2 separate regions of the Mus musculus genome follow, and region 2 is linked to region 1. Evidence: chromatin contacts called from public capture Hi-C data. All regions are on one chromosome and are shown on one strand. The core of a region is the stretch at or near the end of the contact, and the rest is flanking DNA. Distances in the headings are between cores, read along the strand shown.

Region 1 (2,805 bases), core at 211-2,710:
CAGTACCATGCAGTTTTGATCACAATTGCTCTGTAGTACAGTTTTAGGTCCGGCATGGTGATTCCACCAGAGGTTCTTTTATCCTTGAGAAGAGTTTTTGCTATCCTCGGTTTTTTGTTATTCCAGATGAATCTGCCGATTGCCCTTTCTAATTCGTTGAAGAATTGAGTTGGAATTTTGATGGGGATTGCATTGAATCTGTAGATTGCTTTTGGCAAGATAGCCATTTTTACAATGTTGATCCTGCCAATCCATGAGCATGGGAGATCTTTCCATCTTCTGAGATCTTCTTTAATTTCTTTCTTTAGAGACTTGAAGTTCTTATCAGGAATTCAAGCCCATACCTAAACATGATAAAAGCAATCTACAGCAAACCAATAGCCAACATCAAAGTAAATGGTGAGAAGCTGGAAGCAATCCCACTAAAATCAGGGACTAGACAAGGCTGCCCACTTTCTCCCTATCTATTCAACATTGTACTTGAAGTCCTAGCCAGAGCAATTAGACAACAAAAGGAGATCAAGGGGATACAAATTGGAAAGGAAGAAGTCAAAATATCACTTTTTGCAGATGATATGATAGTATATATAAGTGACCCTAAAAATTCCACCAGAGAACTCCTAAGCCTGATAAACAGCTTCAATGAAGTAGCTGGATATAAAATTAACTCAAAGAAGTCAATGGCCTTTCTGTACACAAAGGATAAACAGGCTGAGAAAGAAATTAGGGAAACAACACCCTTCTCAATAGTCACAAATAATATAAAATACCTTGGCAGACTCTATTTTTATGTAGCACATCTTGAAGAAGTTCCGCGGCAGCTGCCTCAGTCTTGGCCAGTGGAAGGACAATGAAAGGGTGCTCTAGTTGAGAAATGATGTGCAGTGAGTGTCTTTGCCCATTCAATAGCATGGTGTTGATTAGATTCATTCTTTGTTTTCTGAACCTTAATATGAAATAGTTGAACGCTTTGCATTTTGCCCTCTGCTATTGACTATTTCTGTCAGTCCTGAGCTCCCAGGCTCCCTCTGAAGTTGCACAGTCTTCTCGCTTAGTCATCCCATCTCATTTTGCCGAGTCAGATGTACAAACACCAGCTGATGTGGTTCAGGTGTCCTTTAGGCACAAAAGAGTAAAAAGAACGGAATAGGATCCGAACTTAGCTGGAGTTTAGTAGCTGTTTGAAATTGATTGATTTCTCATAAACCAGAGTTAGAATCGTCTCTCCCCGAATGGAATTTTCAGGCAGAGGGAGAGGCTTGTACTGAGATGATTGCACACTTTGCAGGTCACACGGTGTGATCTTCAAGCGCTGCTTCTGGTTTCTACTTTGTGTTTTGGGGTGAACAAGGCAGACAGGCCTGCCAAGGCTAAGGGAGCGTGCAAGTGCGATCCCTGCCTGGCCCACTTGTACAGGCTGTGAGCTAAATGCAACTCGCAGAGGCGGCTATAAATAGCCATTCATTGTCAGTGTGTGTGAAAAGACAAGAGTCAGTGTGCCGGTCTGATTCAGCCCCAATTAAGCTGCCGTCTGGGCAGGACTGTAAACGGAGCTGCTAGGACTAAGAATCGAGTCCGCAGGCAACGCCAGAGACTAGACACTCACGGAAGGGAAGTGGTTCAACGCTGGAGTCGCCTCTGCTATGGCAAAAATCATTTTGAGGCACCTCATAGAGACCCCAGTGCGTTATCAGGAGGAGTTTGAAGCTCGAGGCTTAGAAGACTGCAGACTGGATCATACACTATACGCACTGCCCGGGCCAACCATCGAGGACCTGAGTAAAGCCAGAGGCGCAGGCACGCCACAGGCTCTGGCAGAGGACTCAGCCTCCACGGAGAAGCCACCCGGAGAAGGCAAATCCCGTTTCCAGATCCTGCTGGATGTGGTCCAGTTCCTGCCCGAGGACATCATCATCCAGACCTTCGAGGGCTGGCTGCTGATCAAGGCACAGCACGGAACCAGAATGGACGAACACGGGTTTATATCGCGGAGTTTCACCAGACAGTACAAACTGCCAGATGGAGTCGAAACCAAAGATTTGTCTGCCATCCTCTGTCATGATGGAATCTTGGTGGTGGAAGTCAAAGATTCACTAGGGACCAAGTGAAAGCCTTTTGGTTGCTCTTCATACCCCAGGAAGGAAGATGAAAGCCAGGGACACCCCGGGAATGCTTAAACTTTTGAGATGGATTGCTGTCACTTTTATGAGGATTAAAAAAAACCAAATGTATCCACCGTTCCTGGTATGTGGAGGTTGTCTTTCTTATTGGTAGCCAGAAAGGAAGGTTTTCAAATGTGTTTGTGCAGTTAGGAGTGCTGCTGCTTTTACAATGAAGCCACCTCAGAGCTAGCAGACTGTGGTTGGTACTAGAGAATGCTCAGCCTGGTTTTTGATGAGTCTAAAATTCCACAGAGGCCATTTGGACAACCCATGGCAAACCAGTCCTTGTCAGTAAAGAGATCTGATTTTTCCTCACTGTATGAAAAGTTTCTGCATTGCTAGAAAGAGGGGGGAGGGCTTCAAAGAGAAAATTTTATTTCTGTATACTATAATTTACGGGACCTGGGTCTGAATCTAGTTAAAAGTCACAACAGTTGTTGCTCATTTAAACATCAGTGGGGATCTTCAGGTATTTTAGTTTTTTAAAAGTTCCCATATAGACCACATATAGTTTTCAAAGCTAAACTGAACCCTACCAGAAGTTTTGCTGCTAGACAATGTATACTACTTGCTTTGGTGTTATATTTGTTAGCCCAGAGTGTATAGTGTCTCGTATGCTAGGTGTGGGAAACTAAAACGTTGC
Region 2 (2,805 bases), core at 187-2,686, 490 kb before region 1:
CCACACAGATTAATCCTTACAGCAGAATTCCAGCTAATGTGATGACAATGAGGAGGTTAATGATCTCCAAGTAACTGTTCACCTTTCAGATTTCTGACAGACATAAAATCTAGTGAGTTCTAGCTTGTTTATCACACAGGCACACTTGGAAGAGAGCAAAGATGGCTAAAGGTAGGTTTTGCTGAATCCTAAAATGAAGGAAACAGAAGCCACGAAGACAGGGTCGTCACCAGACAGAGGAACCCAGTGGCGTTAATCTGACAAATACTGCAGAGTAACTTGAGATTTTCGGCAGTGTAACCTAAGTGGGCACCTAATGGAGCCACAATCACCCAGCTGGCATTTGAAGGATTCCATAAACTTTACAATGTAAGTCTTAAAACAAAGATTCAGATCCTTAGATGCTGGCATACCTCGAGTTTCTCTGCTGCCAGAACACAGCTTTGCACCATCAGAGTTTCGAGTTCCTAACACGATGCCTGAGAGACTGTCTAATCCTAAATGCCTTCAGAATAAATTTCAATTTTGTTTTCTTATCCTAACCCGACTTCGGGTTATTACAATAACCCGGAGTTACTACAATAAAACTTACTGTCATGTTGGCTTATTATCAGCACGTTTTTATTTTTATGTTGATGATCATTTTAAAGACCAGTGTTCAAGTTTGACTAACACGAATGATGACTTTAAATCCGAGTTTCCTTTAGAATGCAAAGAAGTGCCCCCAGGATAGGGGGATCGCCATTCAAGATTGTTTTCTTATTAAGAGACAAGTTCTAAATATGAACCTAAGTCTTTTGAAACACTTTCCTGCTGCGTACATGTCACGGTCAGTTGGGAAGTGCTACAAGGAGGAGTGACATCAGAACGCAGCTGCCTGGCAACCTGTGGTCATTTAGCTATTTTCGGGATAGTCACAGAGTGGGCATTCGTCGGTAGCCATGTGTCCACCCTAGAGATAGAAAAACAAAGCCACCGAAAAGCAGCCAACCTATTTTAGCTCTGCCACCCGAGCCCGTCCTCTCTGAGGCTCGGTGGGTGATCTGCATGACCAGAGTCCATTATTCACACGTTGAATCCACCACACAGTCTTTTTATAACAGAAGGCACGGTGGTTCCGTCACTGCTAATGGTTGTAGCAGCTGTTAAACTCCCGAGACATCACACGGCACACTTTCTCAGGGCTGGGCATGACCATCACATTTCCTTCAGTAGTGAAGCCCTAAGACAGCCCTTCCTCAGCTCCAGGGATACAAGTTCGATTGTGAGGATGCAGGCTGGGTTACTTACCCTCACTCCCCTTTAATGCATTTTACTTGCAATTTCTGTGACTAAATTTTTAGAAGGCATATGCAGCTCCTAACTTGAGTCATTGATCTTTCCTTCTTTGACACCTGCAAACTTCCTTTTACTTATAGTGATAAACGTCTGCTTCCTGTTTTTGTTATGAAGGCATGCATGGAGTATGTATGTGCCCACGGGCGACCTAGTTTTCTCTTGTATACTTTGGTAAGCTCAGGTGGGGGTCGGTGGGGGGGGATGCTAGAACATGGCTTACTTTGTGTTTTACATGAAATAAATTTAGGTTCTGAGCTTGGCTATTTATAAACAGAGCTCTGACCCACATGAAAGTGTGGTTAGACATTAAAGACAGAGTCAGGGAGGAACATCGTATCATGTGGGACTGACCGTGCCGTCCACCAAACTACGTCATCTCTCATGTTGGAGAATTAAATGCCACAAGCACCCGTTGGTAATTGCGAAAGCTAAAGATGTTATATCCTATCCTCTGATGCCTAAACATCACCTGGGTGGACCTGGCCTGTTGAGAACTGTCTACCTAGCCCCTGTGGTGCCTTTCATAACTGCCTGGGGCCATTGAGTACTTCTTTCTCCTGTACGTCCCCATATCTAGGAGAACCACAGGTGTTTCCTTTGTGAAACACTAGCAGACTTTGAGTGGTTTTTCTTATGTCTGTGGATGGCTATGATGACTTGTAGTGGAGGGTCTCAAGCGTTCTACGGAACTCTGGTAATTTAGATCGTACAGGCCGGTTTCCTGAAAAATGCCACTCAGTCACCTGTCATCCCTTGTGCAAGACTGAAGAGGCTATGTAAAGGCTGCAGAGGTGCGCTGGGACAAGCCACCCATGCAAGCCTGCTGTTTGTGCTGACTGAGGAGGTTAGAACAGAGGTCTGTAAAATGTGGAGACAGAATCCCTAGCAGAAGCAGCAACAGCCTGGCCGCAGCTCTGGCTCCCAGCTGGGATTGCAGGCTATCACCCCAGGCCTGGGCTGTTTAACGATCATAAAGGGCCAGTTAGTAATATGCAGGACTTCTCACTCATCCCTGCTCTGTGACTATACTTCAACCAGAAGCAAGAAAAACAGCTGACTCCAATAGAAGGCGATAGGGTTATTCAGATCAGCTCCTTTGTTATGGGAAACGGGACTTGAGAAATAGGAGTGTATTCTTTCTCATCTCTGAAGCCCGGCATGGCAGGTCAGCTGTTAATACTGTTGACAGAATGAAGACCTCAGAACCAGAAAGCCTGGAGAATGAGCCACAGCCTGTGCCCGGTGTGGTGCTGCACACCTTTAGTCTTGTCGATCAGAAGGCAGAGGCAGGTGGATGTCTATGAGTTCAAGGCTAGCTTAGTCTACACTGAGAGTCCTGGCTCACTTATGGACTACACAGGGAGGCTTTGTCTCAAAAAACAAAACCAAACAAAACCAACCAAAAAAACCATAAAATCAAAAACTGCAGTTGTGGGACTTTGTATATAGAAGCGCAGGTTAGCTGGG

What was found. Capture Hi-C pulls out chosen DNA fragments and counts their contacts.
Region 2: a capture Hi-C map of embryonic stem cells shows a contact between it and region 1, with 3 times the contacts expected there. The contact joins the promoter of A430090L17Rik here to the promoter of Hspb3 in region 1. A contact is called at or near these places in 2 of 39 promoter capture datasets (embryonic stem cells and stem cell-derived epiblast-like cells) and 1 of 9 other capture datasets (embryonic stem cells).

The regions. Positions count from the first base shown.
Region 1 is chr13:113,662,331-113,665,135 of GRCm38.p6, reverse strand. Hspb3 (heat shock protein 3) reads left to right here and starts at 1,460. Exons shown (of 1, transcript NM_019960.2): 1 at 1,460-2,240. The coding sequence starts at 1,644. The coding sequence ends at 2,108. The region is part of intron 1 of Gm34586 (a long non-coding RNA gene); the gene reads right to left.
Region 2 is chr13:114,150,223-114,153,027 of GRCm38.p6, reverse strand. It overlaps A430090L17Rik (RIKEN cDNA A430090L17 gene), which reads left to right and starts at 1,436. Exons shown (of 14, transcript NR_045836.1): 1 at 1,436-1,509. All of the region lies in intron 4 of Arl15 (ADP-ribosylation factor-like 15), which reads right to left.